Regions from separate parts of the Hordeum vulgare genome. Here region 1 is linked to region 2. Evidence: chromatin contacts called from public Hi-C data. All regions are on one chromosome and are shown on one strand. Each heading gives the region's core, a stretch centred on a gene start, on an enhancer-like site or on the middle of the called end of the contact. The rest is flanking DNA. Distances are from core to core; before and after follow the strand shown. Region 1 has its middle 140 kb from the start of LOC123445255. Region 2 has its middle 100 kb from the start of LOC123445254.

Region 1 (3,639 bases), core at 843-3,342, 170 kb before region 2:
TATAGAAAAATGATTTAGACCGGTCTTTTAAACTGTTCTTAAACGTTCGGACTACTGTCATCTTTATTTCTAGCTCAAATATGTCACACATATTGGCCCACATCTATAACATATATATTCGTCTTCATTGTTCGTTGGAGCAAACCCTAGCCACTCCACTCCACTCTCCTTCGTTTTCATCCGCCACCTAACCTCACATCCGGCATGACTGACATCGGATCCGAGTCCTTCACCTCCAGATCCATCGACCACGAGCTCGTCCCATGCGGTCCCAAGGAGGAGACGCCCGTCCGGCTTGCGCTCCGCCGTTGCCCGGAGGAGGCCGCACGACGGCAACGTTCGAATTCGCAAAGCCAGGAATCCATTGCATCCGCACAACCGGTAGTTGGATCCGACGTTGCTGCCTCATCGGAGGTGGTGTTGTCCGTCTGGCGTTCGAACGTTGTGGCGGAAGCGCACCCGCTGTGTTGGCGCGCCGAGCACGAAGCATGACCGACCTCGAACGATGTCATGGCACGACGTGGTCGTCGGGCGAGGCAGCGGGCATGAGATGCGACGGAGGCCCTCGCGGCGGTGGATGTTGAAGAGGCGGAGTTGCACTCTCCGACGCCCAGTAGGGTGCAGCACTGTGATCGACGCAACCGCGTCGTGGTGGACGTCGGCTCCTCCCAGAAAGGATTCATCATCGACCGGCACCGTTCGGGTTCCGGGCTAAACGAGTAAGAGTAGAGCTTGTGAGACGGCGGAAGCTCGACTCCCATGAACTGGCTAGTGTCTTATGTCCTATTATACCTTGTCGATGACCTAACCGACATTATAAGGGGTGCAACCAGTCATCGGACATGGTACGACGGAACCGGACAAGCTTCATTTAGTATTAGTCTTACGTTGCATGTAGCTGCATTATTTAAGACGGTCGATGAGTGTCTACAACGTGTCCGGACACGTTCGTGAACGTTTGAGGGATCGGTTTTAAGGAGTGCGGTCTAACGTCTCTTTTCGTGAGCGCGCGTGGCCGATGAGCCAACGGAAGAGGGAAAGCGTGGCTGGGTCCTGCGGGCAGTGCTGTGACACAGACACATGATGCATGCAAAGCTATCTATCGATCGCCGATGAGCTGTAGACGGATTATGCGCTTGCGCTGTCCCCCGGCCATTGGACGTCCGCACGTACGGCCCTCGTGAGGGGACACCATCTAGTTGCATGAATCCCCTTTTATCCGTCTAGCCATGCTAGGATCCATTGTCGAGCTTGCGTGGCTATGGGCCATGGCTACTCGTTGGTTCGACCATTGCGATCGTGTGCCGTCCTGTAGATACTACGAGCATCGCTCGATGGGTAAGATTTTGTTGCCACCATGCCACGGTCTGCTGCTACTCTCGCTAGAAAAGCAAAGAAACCTCGGTCTCGCCCGGCGTCTGGGGAGATCACCAGCAACCCCCAGCACGCATGTGGGGCGCAGACGAGGTTCCAACCCTCATTGGATAGCGCAAAGTGGGGGTTCTGGGGACGGAGACGGAGTAACAGTGGTAAGCCTGCCATCTCTGCGATTGTACTGGTACTACTACAATGCACACCTGCCATTGATTAACTGCCCTTCAGCCAAGCCGCCAATGGACGGGTGGATCGCACCTGCACGGCTGCACCTGTGCTGCGTTTCCTGGAGAACAAACTGTACTGGCAGCACTGTTTTTTTTTCGTACGTACTGGAGTACGAACCAAACTTATTACCCGTTAACTAAGCCACGCATTGATTTTCTTTTCCTTCAAACGTATTAGAGTTAAACCATGACCGCTTACTAATCATCGTTCCCTTGCTCCCATGCAATGCATTGCATGCATTGATCCGCCACCTTTTCCCAACAAACAAAGGCCGCTTCCTTCTTTAAGGTTCCATGCATGCATGCATGTAGATGGAGTAGCTTTGTATTGTCTGGTTGATGACGATGATTAGCTCATCACCAACCCTCTTGCTCCTCACCTCAGCTCAGCTCCATCCACCAATACCATCCGTCCAGGTCCAGGACAGCGACGCGCCTGGACGGTTGTAGATGCCTCCACGTGGGATCCCCCACGGACAGCCCACTCCCCTCTGGACGCGTGGCATCTTCGCCCCCACGTCGGATTCACCCATCCTGCTGCGCCGCCGTTCCCTGTGCTCGCCCCTGTGGCCTCCACAACGACAGGGACGGACAAGTGCTTATCCTTCCTGCCCCGGACTAAAAGCCTCCGAGAGTAGTACTAGATGTTGTACGTTTATTCCTTTGATGAAGAAAAATGAGGGACCCTTCTGTGTTCTTTCGGCACCGGCAATGTCCATCGATCGGATGGATACTACGGATTGGACGAAGAAGAACCAATGCCATATGATCGATATATATATATATATATATATATATATATATATATATATATATATATATATATATATATATATATATATATAATGCGCCCAGCATTGATCCGTGCCGGTTTGCTTGCTTGCCTTGCTTCCGTACTTTCTTTGATTAACTGTTGCGTTCCTTACAAGGCAATTTGATTAAGATCAGCAAGCCAATGATGTCAATTCTTCGCCTTGCCTCGCCTGTTATTCGCGAGGATCGAATAATTTAGTTTCTCATGTTCATGTACTTGATCATTAGGGTATTTGGTTTAGTCCCTTTTGTGGGGCAGACACAGGGGATAAACGCTGCTTTACCACTGATGGTGATGTCCATTGATCTTAGCACTCGCATCATTGCGCACTTTGGGCTCCATTAAACCGAAGTGCATGCATGTGTTCTAGAAGACGCATGTTAGAGTAATATTTGAGATTTCACTCTTCCGCGATCGTTTTAATCTCGCGGGAAGAGATCAAGATTTGTCTCCAAAAAGAACTTGCGTGGGAGAAACAAACTTGAGGTTTTCCTATGTAGGGTCTCGACGTTCTTTTCGCCTTTTGCTCAATTACAATCTTTATTTTAAGCAAACCATATTCTACTTTCCTACCCACTCCACCCCTAGACATATTTTTCCATTTGTTGTCTAAACTTTGAGCTGCTATTCGTGAAAGTTTTGAGCTTTATTCCCTCTAACCTAAATTAATGTATGATCTCCTGGTGATGATCTATGGCATTATTGTGCTAGCTACATTGATCCCAAACTCCGATTCTATTTTTTCTCCTCAGTCTAAGCAGTGGTGCTTGTGGCCTTTAATTTCTTTGCTGTAGGGCCTAGCCATCCAGTGGTTGGGTGTGATGGAGCCTAATTTGAGGAGGAAGCAACGCTAAAGCAAGGAAACCCCATGCCTTTTAGCATAACAAAACCCGGAGCTTTGCCTTTCATGATGCTTAGGTTTGGCTAATATATGTCTTTGGCCACTAATGTCATCACCCATTAGCACACCCACACTTTTTCATGATGCTTAGGTTTAGCTAATATATATATATATGTTTTGGCCACTGGTGTCATTACCAATTAGCACACCCACACTTTTTCATGATGCTTAGAGCATCTACAACCGGATGATACGAGGGGTCTGGTTGAGTTATTTTTTTCCTACTTTCTTCTGTTCGATTAATGACCGGGCACGTTTGTGGACGTATGAAGTGTCATTTAAGACGTCCAGCTGTACATGCTCTTAGGTTTAGCCAATGTGTG
Region 2 (3,597 bases), core at 511-3,010:
ATGCACATGACATTAGTTTAAGTTATCACTTTCGTAGTGTAAAGTAACTTAATGATAATATCATAGAAGACTTTATTTATTAATGTTTAGACTCATCTTTACCTCCAAAAGCGTTATGTTACAATAACATATTATGTTACTTTAAACACATCTCTCTTCATTACCTACATGACACACAGGGCCGGCCCTGAGGGGGGGCGAACGGGGCGGCCGCCCCGGGCCCCCAAAAATTAAGGGCCCCCTCCAGTATGTGTACGTAGAGTGCAACACAAGTATATACTTCGAGCGAAAAAAATGAAGCCAAACTCAAAGATGCATCAGCCTCTCGCGACTCTGCTGCTAGGCCTAGGAAAGAATAGGAGAGATGGTGAGCCTGACCCATATTTACACGTACATGCAGCAGAGGAAAGGAATCGTTGGATTCGATTGAAGGAATCGCTGGACTCACGGACGATTTCCTTTTTCGTCGGATCGTTCGGTGGCCTCATTCCCTGCCCTTTTTCATGTTTCATTGACCGATCTTCAACTAATCGCCTTTAAGATTTCAACTCTGCCTCCTGACGAACGACGCGATGGCTGCAGCAGGCACGTCTCCTCGCGCACGCCTTCCCCCCTCCCGTGTTCTTCTTCTTATTTTTTTTTTCTAATCCCGATTTCTGAATTCTATATCGATCAAAGATATAAATAGGGAATTGTTGTCGGGGTGATCAAATCATTGCGCACATATTGCCAGGTTAGACTACAGAGAGAAGGTATTGTACTACGCCCTAGCAGATTTTCTCATGATATTATATCAAGATTTCCTGTAATTAATCTAACTAGCAAGGTTGCGAGGGCATTGCTCTAGACATTATTGAATATATCTCAGAAAGAAAACCATATTACCAACATGAACTCTTGGAATGAAGTGAGAAAGCATGAAACAAATTGACAAAGAGTTACCAAAGCTTGGTAACATTATGCATTGAGAAAAAAAAATGCTTCATGAAATTGATATTGATACTATCATCAATGATTTTGCAGTTTGACATATTAGGAGAAAATTGTGAAGGTATATGTAATACATTATTTGGTACACACTGAATAGTTTTTCTTTTTGATACAAAAGATATCTACATATAATGAATCGTACCTAGACATTTATACTAAGGACCACAGAGGGCCCCCAATAATAGTTTCGCCCCAGGCCCGGCCCTGATGACACATAAATAAATTTATCTTAAAATACGCTATCTTGCTAGCTAAGTTACTTGCACTATGAACGCGTGCCATTTCTGCGATTTTGTAGTACCATGCACACTAGCCATTGATTAACTACTCTTCAGCTAAGAAGCCAATGGATGGGTGGATCACACATGCCCTGTGTTTCCTCGAGGACAAACTGTAGTACTAGCAGCACTGTTTACAAGCCGCTTGATTTTTCCAGGTTTCTATCCCCATCTCTTAATGTACAGTAGGGCATATTACAACCTGGATTAAACCATGACTGCTTACTAACCATCCCGTTGCTCCCATGCATTCCATGCATCGATCCGCTACCTTTTCCCAAGAAACAAAGGCGGCTTCCTTTTTTAAGGTTCCATGCATGCATGCATGCATGTAGATGTAGGTGATCCGTGACTCACTCGACCGATCCATGAGCTTTGTATTCTCCGATTGACGATCATGATCAGCTCATCACCAACCCTCTCTTCCTCCTCAGCTCGGCTCCATCCATCCACCATCCGTCCCGGTCCAGGACAGCGACACCCGTGGACGGTTGCAGATGCCTCCACGTGGGATCCCCCACGAACCCCCTCCATGGCCCACTCCCCCTCCGGACACGTGGAGCCTCAGCCCCCACGTCGGATCCACCCATCTTGGTGCGCCGCCATTCCCTGTGCTCGCCTGTGTGGCCTCCACAACGACAGGGACGGAGCCATGCTTATCCTACCCCCGAGGCCGGATCTAAAAGCCTCCGGCACTGGACGAGGTACGTCTAGGTGATGCTCCAGTTGCTTTCATTCATGCTTTTGAAAAACGATGGACCCTTTTGTGTTCTTTTCGTACTACGCACGGAGTGTGCATCGAACAGATGGTTAATAAGGATTGGAACAAGAAGGAAGAGCCCTATAGCTGTTGATAAATAATGCGCCCGGCATCAATCCATGCCGGTTTGCTTGCTAGCTTCCGTACTTACATTGATTAACTGCTGCGTTCCTTGCAAGGCATCTGATTAAGATCGGCAGCCAATTATGTGAATTGTTCGTCGGGCGTGTCATTCATGAGGATCGAATAACTTACTTTCGCGTGTTTATGTACGTTGTCATAGTATTTAGGTCGCGTTTGGAAACGGTGTAATTAAATACGAGTGTATTTTTTTACAACTGTATCTTACAGACGAAGGGTTATTTTCAGCAGAAAATCGAAACGACGGTCTATAAATTTAACAGTGTAAGGCCCTGCTTGGAATGGACGACATATTCCAATACAGAGGTGTATAACTTACACCTGTAATTTACTGGCTGCTGTGCAAATTCCTGTCGGAAGTGAAACGGCGGAGGCAGGTCTGTATTGTCTACAAGTGTATTTACAAGAGAAACGGTGATTCAAACAGAACATAAATGAAATGAAAACGCTAATTCAAACATGGACTTGGTTTAATCCCTTCTGTGGGTAGACATAGGGGATGCCCGCTGCTTTACCACCGATGGTGATGTCCATTGATCTTAGCATCCCCATCGTTGTGCACTTTGGACCTCATTAAACCGGAATTGATGCATGCGTTCTTTTTTTAGAAAAGGAGGATATACCCCCCGGCCTCGCTTGTAGCTTGTTAGAGTAATATTAGAGGTTGCATCTTCTGTGCATATTTATTTCCGTTAAGATATCAAACATTTTCTGCAAGAACAACATAAAATAGGAGAAATAAATTAACTCAAGGCTTTCTATGTTTAATTTGGCGAGAAGGGTCAGATCTGTAATAAAGATTAATCTTCAGCATAGAGCATCTCAAACGTAAACATAAATCCATCAAGATTCTGAAATCATCGAACAACCACTACTACTTGCAGAACAAGCCGCGACTGCGCCGATGTGGTCGCTTCACTAGCGAAGCCGGCTCGACCTTGTCGATGATAGCTAGGAAGTCTTCATGCATTTGCCCCTAAGGACTAGCGCCAAGAGCCACAATTGTCATCATTGAACCCTTGCATAGATCTGAAACACCACACACCGTAAAATCTTGCCACTTGACGAGAAACCCTAACCCCACCGCCTCAAGGAGACGACAAGAATCTGCGTCGGAGCTCCATCGTGTACATCCAGACGGACGAACTTGAGGAGGATCGGAGCCCGAAAGACAAACTCGAAGAAGAAGCTTCGCCATTCGCCCAAATGTTGCACCTGCGAGGACTAAAAAATGTAATATAAACTACCTGCTGGAAGAGAGGCACCAGGATTCCCCTCCCTGCCACAATCCGCCGGAGTGGCATAGAGGGGGGAGGGGGCGAATCTATGGGCTCGTCACTGAAGCTTGGAAGGGAGAATTTCCCTAGCTTCCTAGGGGTAGGGGAGGAAACGAGAGGATGCAAACACTTAACCTAATGACGGTTCTAC

The links. A called contact is a pair of places that touch in the nucleus more often than the background predicts.
Region 1: a contact with region 2 is called in a Hi-C map of leaf, with 4 times the contacts expected there. The contact joins two enhancer-like sites. A contact is called at or near these places in 4 of 6 Hi-C or Micro-C datasets (leaf and seedling).

The regions. Positions count from the first base shown.
Region 1 is chr3H:576,075,719-576,079,357 of MorexV3_pseudomolecules_assembly, reverse strand. No RefSeq gene overlaps it. Among protein-coding and RNA genes, the nearest start is that of LOC123445255, 140 kb to the left of the region's middle. Within about 2 kb of position 2,092, at least 3 of the 3 cell types and tissues checked have open chromatin away from gene starts, as enhancers often do. A contact at or near this core is called in leaf and seedling, where this site is marked.
Region 2 is chr3H:575,908,069-575,911,665 of MorexV3_pseudomolecules_assembly, reverse strand. No RefSeq gene overlaps it. Among protein-coding and RNA genes, the nearest start is that of LOC123445254, 100 kb to the right of the region's middle. Within about 2 kb of position 1,760, at least 3 of the 3 cell types and tissues checked have open chromatin away from gene starts, as enhancers often do. A contact at or near this core is called in leaf and seedling, where this site is marked.